2 separate regions of the Mus musculus genome follow, and region 2 is linked to region 1. A link is a contact called in public HiChIP or PLAC-seq data. All regions are on one chromosome and are shown on one strand. Each heading gives the region's core, a stretch centred on a gene start, on an enhancer-like site or on the middle of the called end of the contact. The rest is flanking DNA. Distances are from core to core; before and after follow the strand shown.

Region 1 (3,389 bases), core at 594-3,093:
TAAAAAAAAAAGCAAAACAAAAAACTTTTATTCTTTTTCTGTCTTGAAATGGCATTTATCAAAGTTTTGATTCTCAACTGACCCTTCACAGAAACCACAATTTTTTTAATGCTAGGTGGTCTTGGTGGGAAGGTTTGAGTCCCTGTGTCCTGGGTGAGGCAACTGTCCCTCTCTGTGAGTCAACAAGGGCATTGTTGGGGCTCAGGCACTCTGATGGCATGCTCTCTAACTTTAATTCCTGCTCTTATAGTCCTGAACCCTCCCTCGCCTTTCTCCTCCCAAAGTTCCTCCTCAATGGGCTTGTAAATGTGTAAAGTGTTGAAAACCATGTAGGAGGTTGCAGGGTGGAGGCCCCTGGGGACTGGGTGAGTGATCAACGCCCAGGAGCAGCCTGGGTCCTGGGAGCCTTCGCTGGTCACCACTGAGAGAAGGGCAAGCTCTCCTTGCAAAGGGGCTCTGACAGGCTAATGTAAACCAGATGTGCACCAGAGAGAGCAAGGCCTATTACTAAGTGTTGTGAAATGGCCCAGGGGAGGTAAATAAGCAAAAACAGGCCAGTTGCCTAGCAGCACATACAACAAAACAAGCAGCAGCCCAGTTGGCATTGGACCAGGCAGAGCAGCTTTCTGCAGGGGGCGGGAGAGACAGGGAGGGCTCAGTCTGATGAGACCCAAGGGGCTGGCTCTCCAGCACCTTCCAAACTCCCTGCTAGGTTATTCCTGATCCCCTGGGTACTAGGGTCTGCCATCTGATCTGCTCAGCTTGGCTCCACAGGCACAGTGACTGCTTTCAGTGAACCCCTAAGGGTCCGTGTCAGAATTTCTTAATGGGGGGAAGGAGGAGCTGTACCCACTTCTGAGAACTATAGTCTGACTATATCCATTGAGGGGGTAACAGCAGGGACAGAGCTGCAAAGATCTCCTAAAGGTCCTCAATATTCTTAACATATCCTTCAGCCACCAGTGTTCAATATCCCATGCATCTCTTGAGCTTGTAAACTAATATAAACGGGGCACTGGAATGGCTCCAAGTTAGACAGAATGGATCAAACGAGGCTCACACCTTGTTCTCAAAGGATTGACAGCTTATGGAGATAACCATGATCAAGGAATCACACGCTCAGATGCATGGCTGCAAGTGTTGCTTCATACTTTGAAAGAAAATACAGAGTAGCAAGAAACTGCAAAGCAGTGATTGAGTTTCAATAGTGTGTGAGGCAGTTTGCTTTTCAGAGGAGAAGCTGAGACATGCAAATGATTAGCACTCACCAGGAGAAAGGAGGGGCTGGCAAAGGAGAAAGCTTTGGGACATGAAGGCTCTTTGAGTGGGGGAGGGGTGCTCTGAGACAGTAGGGCTGGAAGAATGTCTGTGAAGTGGGTTGTGAGGTAGAGAAGTAGAGAGGGAACAGGTCACTTGAGACACAGGAGATCACAGAATGATGGAGGATTTAGTCTCAAGTTCAATGAGAAATGAATGGGGTTTATTTACTGAAAACTAATTCAGTAGTGTACGAGTCCTGACTTATTAGTTTCACATTTGTTAAAGATTACTCCTGGGTACAACACGGCCGTCCTGAAAAGGAATGAGAGAGGGGACAGGAAAGTTTGTCAAGGCGGATAGGATTATCAGCAAACTGAAAACAGACAAGTTCATGAACTAGCTCAGGGTCACAGGCAGGGCTGGGATCCAAGCCTAGACTTGCACGGTACCAATCAGGCTAGTGTTTCCAGGTTCCCGATTCTTCTTCAGACCAATTCTACAGAAACTTTCTCACCCTTATCTGACCCTCTGGGGGAGGAGTGCATCCCTTCCCAGCTGGAGGATGAGTAAGCACTGACTGGACTGTAAAGGCCCCGTCAACACTGTAGACAAGGATGCCTTTCTTGCCTGCTACCTAGCTAGCCCTTCCTTGTAGTGGGAGACCACTGTGCCTACTCTCCCAGCACTAGCCATCTTCATCTGTACCTGGCCCTTAGAGAACACCAGCCTGGCAATGTGGTGCTATGAAGAGATTCGGCTTGCAATCAAGCCTGGAGTTTGAGTTCTGGATCTATCTGTCTGTCCTGAGCTTCCCCTTCGAGATGGCTCTGTGTCCTGAACAAGTCACTCAACCCTTGTAATTGGAATAGTAATGCTTGACTTCTGCTATTAGTACCAATAGAAAATATGACTCAAATTCCTTTGCTTCTCCCTTCCCTTCTCCTTTTCCCTCTCCCTACCTCTCATCAAACTTTTTGACAATTTTGCTAGCTTCACTCTGGGCAGTATACCTCCAAGGGAGATCACTGCTGTGCAATATCTCAGGTGGACAAGAACAGGCCAAACTGAAGACTGTCCATGAGATTTGATAGATGACCTCTCTATCCACTGAAGGGCAGAGAGGCCTGAGTCCTGGGAGAGGAGGGGAGTCTACTTTGCAGGGCATCTCTGCTGTCTTAGTTAGGGTTTCTATTGATGTAATAAAATGTCGTAACTGAAAGTAACTTGGGCAGGAAATAATTTATTTCAAGGTTACAGTTCCATGTCACAGCCCATTGTCAAAGGGAGTTGAATAGAAAAATAAAAAATAAAAAAATAAAAAAGGGAAAGGACATGACTACACCTAGGTATGGCAGAGGAGAAAGTTTATTATAGATAAAAGGGAGACATAGCCAGGAACAGGGACATCTGGGAGATTCCAGAGTAGTTATGACCTGGGCCAGGCCACATGGAGAGAAGGTGTGGGGAGGGGAGATCAAGACCAAGAGGCCAAGAAGGTAAAGGGTAAATGAAAAGTCGAGGTAACTAAAAGATTGAATTATATAGGAAAGAGCAGCTGGGGGGAAGGGCTAGGGCTTAGGTTAGATGGAAGGATATGGCAGCCATAACTTGTACCAGGTACTGGATGAGGGATATAGGGAGAGCCTGGTGGCCAGGTTTGCTTTGATATATTGGGTAGGCACTTTAGCCTTTTGTTCTGGGCTTGAGATGTAACAAAAGTCAGGACTGGAACACAAGGCAAGAGCCTGGAAGTAAGAACTGAAGCCGAAAGCATGGAGGAGGGCTTCTTAGTGGCTTGCTCAGCATGCTTTATTTAATCCTGGGACCACCAGCCCAGGGACTGCACTGGCTCCACTGAGCAGAGCCCTCCCTCATTAATCATCAATAAAGACAAGGCTCCATACTGTTATTTGTAAGACAATCTGATGGGGATATTTTCTCAGCTGAGGTTCCCTCTTCCCGAATGAGTCTAGCTTATGTCGAACAGACATAAAACTAGCAGTACAGAGGCATTGATGAGAAGCAAGCAGTTACTTGATTCTAGCATTTAACACCTTTGGAGGCTGGAGAAGGCAGGTGGTGGAGCCTTGAACACCTATAGGTGGTAGAGCTTTAGGGGGGGGGGTCAA
Region 2 (3,862 bases), core at 1,230-3,729, 590 kb after region 1:
TAGATTACTATGAAGGAAAGGCTGGCAAAAGCGGTCCAGTGCAGGGGAGGTGTATTGCTGTGACTCTGTCAGCTGAAATAAACCTCAGATATGGATCTGAAATCTTATTCACTATTCTGCAAATGATGAGGAACTATGAGAATATTGACAAACTGCACCCACCCAAGACCACCCATCTCAGCTGACTTGAAACACAGAAATGACAGCTCTAACCTTTTAATAAACTTTCTAGAAAAACAATTTCATTTCAGTTAATAATTAAACACTATGATGACTCCTAATGATACTTTAAGATGTTTGGCACATACAACAACCCATGAAATAGATATTAAATTTTCCATTATTGTTACTTACCCCTCCCTATATTATTCCTTCTGTTCCAATTTCCCCTATGTTCTTTTCTAATGTTACATTCTATTTCTCCTTTCCTAGAAAATGCCTGCCAATTGCTGACTTAACACTAAAGTCTTTTTAAAAATCCATATGGAAGCCTACTATATGGAAGCTTCCTAAAATATATATGTATGGAAAAGGAGTCTAATGATATTACTATATAGAGTTATATAATGAGGGAAACAATATCTCGATCAGAAATCATATGCTGCCAAATAAATCCCTAGTACTAGTAGTGGGTTACAACTTTTTTGAGTCATTGGTTGAAGGAGTCCCATGGACAGCCCCCTCAAACTTTACAGGTGATTACATTACAACAAAATGCTGAGATCCTACTGCTAAATATGGAAGATGGAGAAAAAAGCTTGCTCGTACTCAACTGGAAGCTTCAGCCCTATTGGCTAGCATTCATAGTGCTGGAAAGTGCTGTACATGCTCTCAGAGGAGAAAAGTGATCATAAACAGCACCAAGCTATGAATCCTGTGAGCTATAATAGCAACCTAGTACATTTGCCCACTATTACAGTAGTGGCAAACATGTTATGGGAGTAACCAACCACGTTTATTGAGTTCAAGGCCCATTCCATGAGATACAACCCATATCTGACATAATAAGGTTAAGAGTATACAACTAGATAATTCATGAAGTCTAGGGCAAAACATAGTACTATTTTTCTGTTAAATAATATAGCAATAAAATGATTCTTAATGACATGTTGCTATGCCCATAGATGAGTGCATCACTTAACCCTCATCTGAGTCTTCTACTTGCAATAGATAATTAACATAGAAACAGAGTGAATGGTTCTGGAGTGCTCAGATCTAAGTAGGGTGTCTCTATCATACCCTGACCTAAAGGCTCAGGGATCTATGCAGAAGCAGAGGCAGGGGGAGTAAATGATTTTAAGGAGACAGTATTTTCAGATAGAATGAGGCTGGTGCAGTATGAACTGGCAGAGATAGCAGCACAAGACCTGCATAAGCTCCAGCCAGACAAACCTGAGCTTGGAAAAGGGGGAAGTGGACACAAAGCCCTGCTCCTGGCCAGGAATCAGAGAAGGTGTTTGCGATTAGGAATTGCTGAAAGAGTGAAAACCAGCTTTCTTCAGTGGAGTGATACTGAGTGTATCAACCAGTATCAACCACGCTCCAGGGCAGGCCCCATGATCAGGAATAGCTAACAAAAAAGGACCCCATATGTTTTTGTACTTTGGGTTTGGTTTTAAGATTTATTTCCTTTTACTTTATGTGTATGGTGGCCTTGCCTGCGTGTATCAATCTGTGTATGTGCCTGGTGCCCAAGGAGGTCAGAATAAGTCAGTGAACCTGCAGAACTGGAATTATGGAGGGTTGTGAGCTGCTGTGGGTGCTGGGATTGAGCCTGGATCCTCTGAAGAAGCAGCCATTGCTCTTACCTGCTAAGCCACCTCTTCAGCTCTCTGGTTTCTGTTTTGTTTTAAGAGTGAGAAAGAACATGAAATTGATTTGGCACAGAAGTAGAGAGAAATCTGGGAGGATTTGGGGAAGGGGGAAAAAAAAACATGATCACAATATATTGTGTGAAATTCTCAAAACTCAAGTAATTTTTAAAAACTAAAAATTTATGATATTAGAATGAAGAATTAAATGAAACTAAAAATATTCAATGGACTTGGCCCTCTCTGAAGTCCATAATACTTAGTTAAGAATAGGTTTCAGAACTTGATCTTTCAACTGAAGGAATCAGTGGGTGTTTGTATAGCATTAGCCATAGTAAATACTTTATAAAATACTAGCTGCCACCACTACTACCACTGTTATTGTTGACATGGCCACTGTTTCTTGTACAGCTCACTGCAACACTTTATCACCAGGATCATATCAGTTTCAGTAAACAATAAGTGACTAATTGAGCCTGTTTACATTTTTAGAGCCTATGATCTTTCTGATGTTTTTAGTAAGAAGCCTTAGAAATCAGATAAAAATGAGTCACGTTCACATAAATAGGATGAATTGCTCAATATTCATATTTAGACCCAGTCCTTACCAGTCAGGCTATGTATTAGGACTCTACCCCCAACCTTCTTAACAGGGATAGAGTCGCTCCCCTGTGCTATGATGACCCATGATTAATCAAGATAAAATGTTGTGTTTCCATGAAGTTTAGTGGATGTGTGTTTTGTTGGAATGAGACTAGGGAAACCTCAGAAACTCAAGAGTAACACTTGTTGGATGAAAGTTAATTATGATAGCTCACACAGTGCAAACACAGCCACCCTACCACCCCCACCCCCACAAAACTGACTGCAGAGCTGGCAAGATTTTAGAGATAATTTAAGCAAATGCTTTCACTCTGCAGATAAGTGAGGTCAAGGAATGGGAAAGGTCTTGCTCAGGGTCATACAGATGGTAGTAATTTTGTTTAGTTTGTTTCAAAAAGTAACATGAGCAGTTTCTCTTAACATCAATGAATCTGCCTTTCTCTTTATATAAGCACAATGTAGTGACCATGGTTAAATGTGACCTTGACAGGGGAAAAGAAAGCTTTGAGAATTTTACAGGGTCTCAGAGTCATCACATGGAGGGTAACTGTGATGGCCTCAGCCTAGACATCTCCCTGGTGAGCATGGGCTCCTGAAATGGACCCCATTTTACTCATGACTTGAAGCAAGCTTGTAATTTATTAATTTAGGAAAATCGTGTGAATGCTCTGAACCTGAGCTTCCTCATTTAAAAGGGATAGAGTCCTCCCTCTCCACCCCAGAATTTGACAATCAAATGTACAGTCCTTACATTAAATATACATTTGATAAATTCATCCTCTCAGCTAACTCTTAATACTCTACTAAAAACTGGTGATACATGAAGAAGGCTGCCAAGTGCTTCTGCTTCTGGAAAAAGATGAAGTGAGAGACCTCGTGAAATGAAGTAAAGATTAAGCCAATTAGCAATAAAACGTCAGATGACACTGTGTAGGAGGCTAAGAAACTTCACTGTGTTGTGAAGTTAAGAAAGTGTGATGGTACAGCCACTGGTATTTAGAAGTGGATTGAGTCAAACTCAACACTTGAGGCCAATTAAGGGTGGCCAAAGGTAAGTCTTGGAGAAAGTGTATTTGAAGAGGGAGGCCCTAAAAGAAAAGGACAGTCCTCAAAGATTACTGGGAGAGGTACAAATTGGGAAGGAGCAATTTTAGCATGGTCAGTCATAGCCCGAAAGTTAATATTTCTAGAATGGCTCACTAGGAGGGTAATGAATACAGCAGTGCTGAAAACAGACACAAATTCCATCATGAAGATTTCAGACACTGAGATTTTTACGAAGTCTGAATTTCATCAGAAACTCTTGGTGTTCACTGCAAGTTTTAAGAGGGGAAGAAATTGTGTTGTCATTGTCTTTCAGCTCCTGAAAGGCAAACTCCTTAAACCTTTGGAGTTCTTCAAAATGGTATCTTCTTGAATGCTTGTGAGAAGGTTAATGGCTGGAAAAC

Evidence for each region. HiChIP or PLAC-seq counts read pairs in DNA pulled down with a chosen protein or histone mark.
Region 2: a contact with region 1 is called in a CTCF HiChIP or PLAC-seq map of the NIH/3T3 cell line, with 9 read pairs. The contact joins two enhancer-like sites. A contact is called at or near these places in 1 of 15 datasets of contacts at CTCF or cohesin (the NIH/3T3 cell line), 3 of 484 Hi-C or Micro-C datasets (the STO cell line and embryonic fibroblasts), 4 of 115 datasets of contacts at active chromatin or transcription factors (embryonic fibroblasts, embryonic stem cells, fibro-adipogenic progenitors and 1 more) and 1 of 9 other capture datasets (embryonic tail).

Annotation. Positions count from the first base shown.
Region 1 is chr4:95,317,503-95,320,891 of GRCm38.p6, forward strand. No RefSeq gene overlaps it. Among named protein-coding and RNA genes, the nearest start is that of Gm32240, 110 kb to the left of the region's middle. RefSeq lists an enhancer at 27-1,232. Within about 2 kb of position 1,844, at least 109 of the 459 cell types and tissues checked have an H3K27ac peak or open chromatin away from gene starts, as enhancers often do. A contact at or near this core is called in the NIH/3T3 cell line and the STO cell line, where this site is marked.
Region 2 is chr4:95,907,677-95,911,538 of GRCm38.p6, forward strand. All of the region lies in intron 14 of Fggy (FGGY carbohydrate kinase domain containing), which reads left to right. Among named protein-coding and RNA genes, the nearest start is that of Hook1, 58 kb to the right of the region's middle. Within about 2 kb of position 2,480, at least 13 of the 459 cell types and tissues checked have an H3K27ac peak or open chromatin away from gene starts, as enhancers often do. A contact at or near this core is called in the NIH/3T3 cell line and the STO cell line, where this site is marked.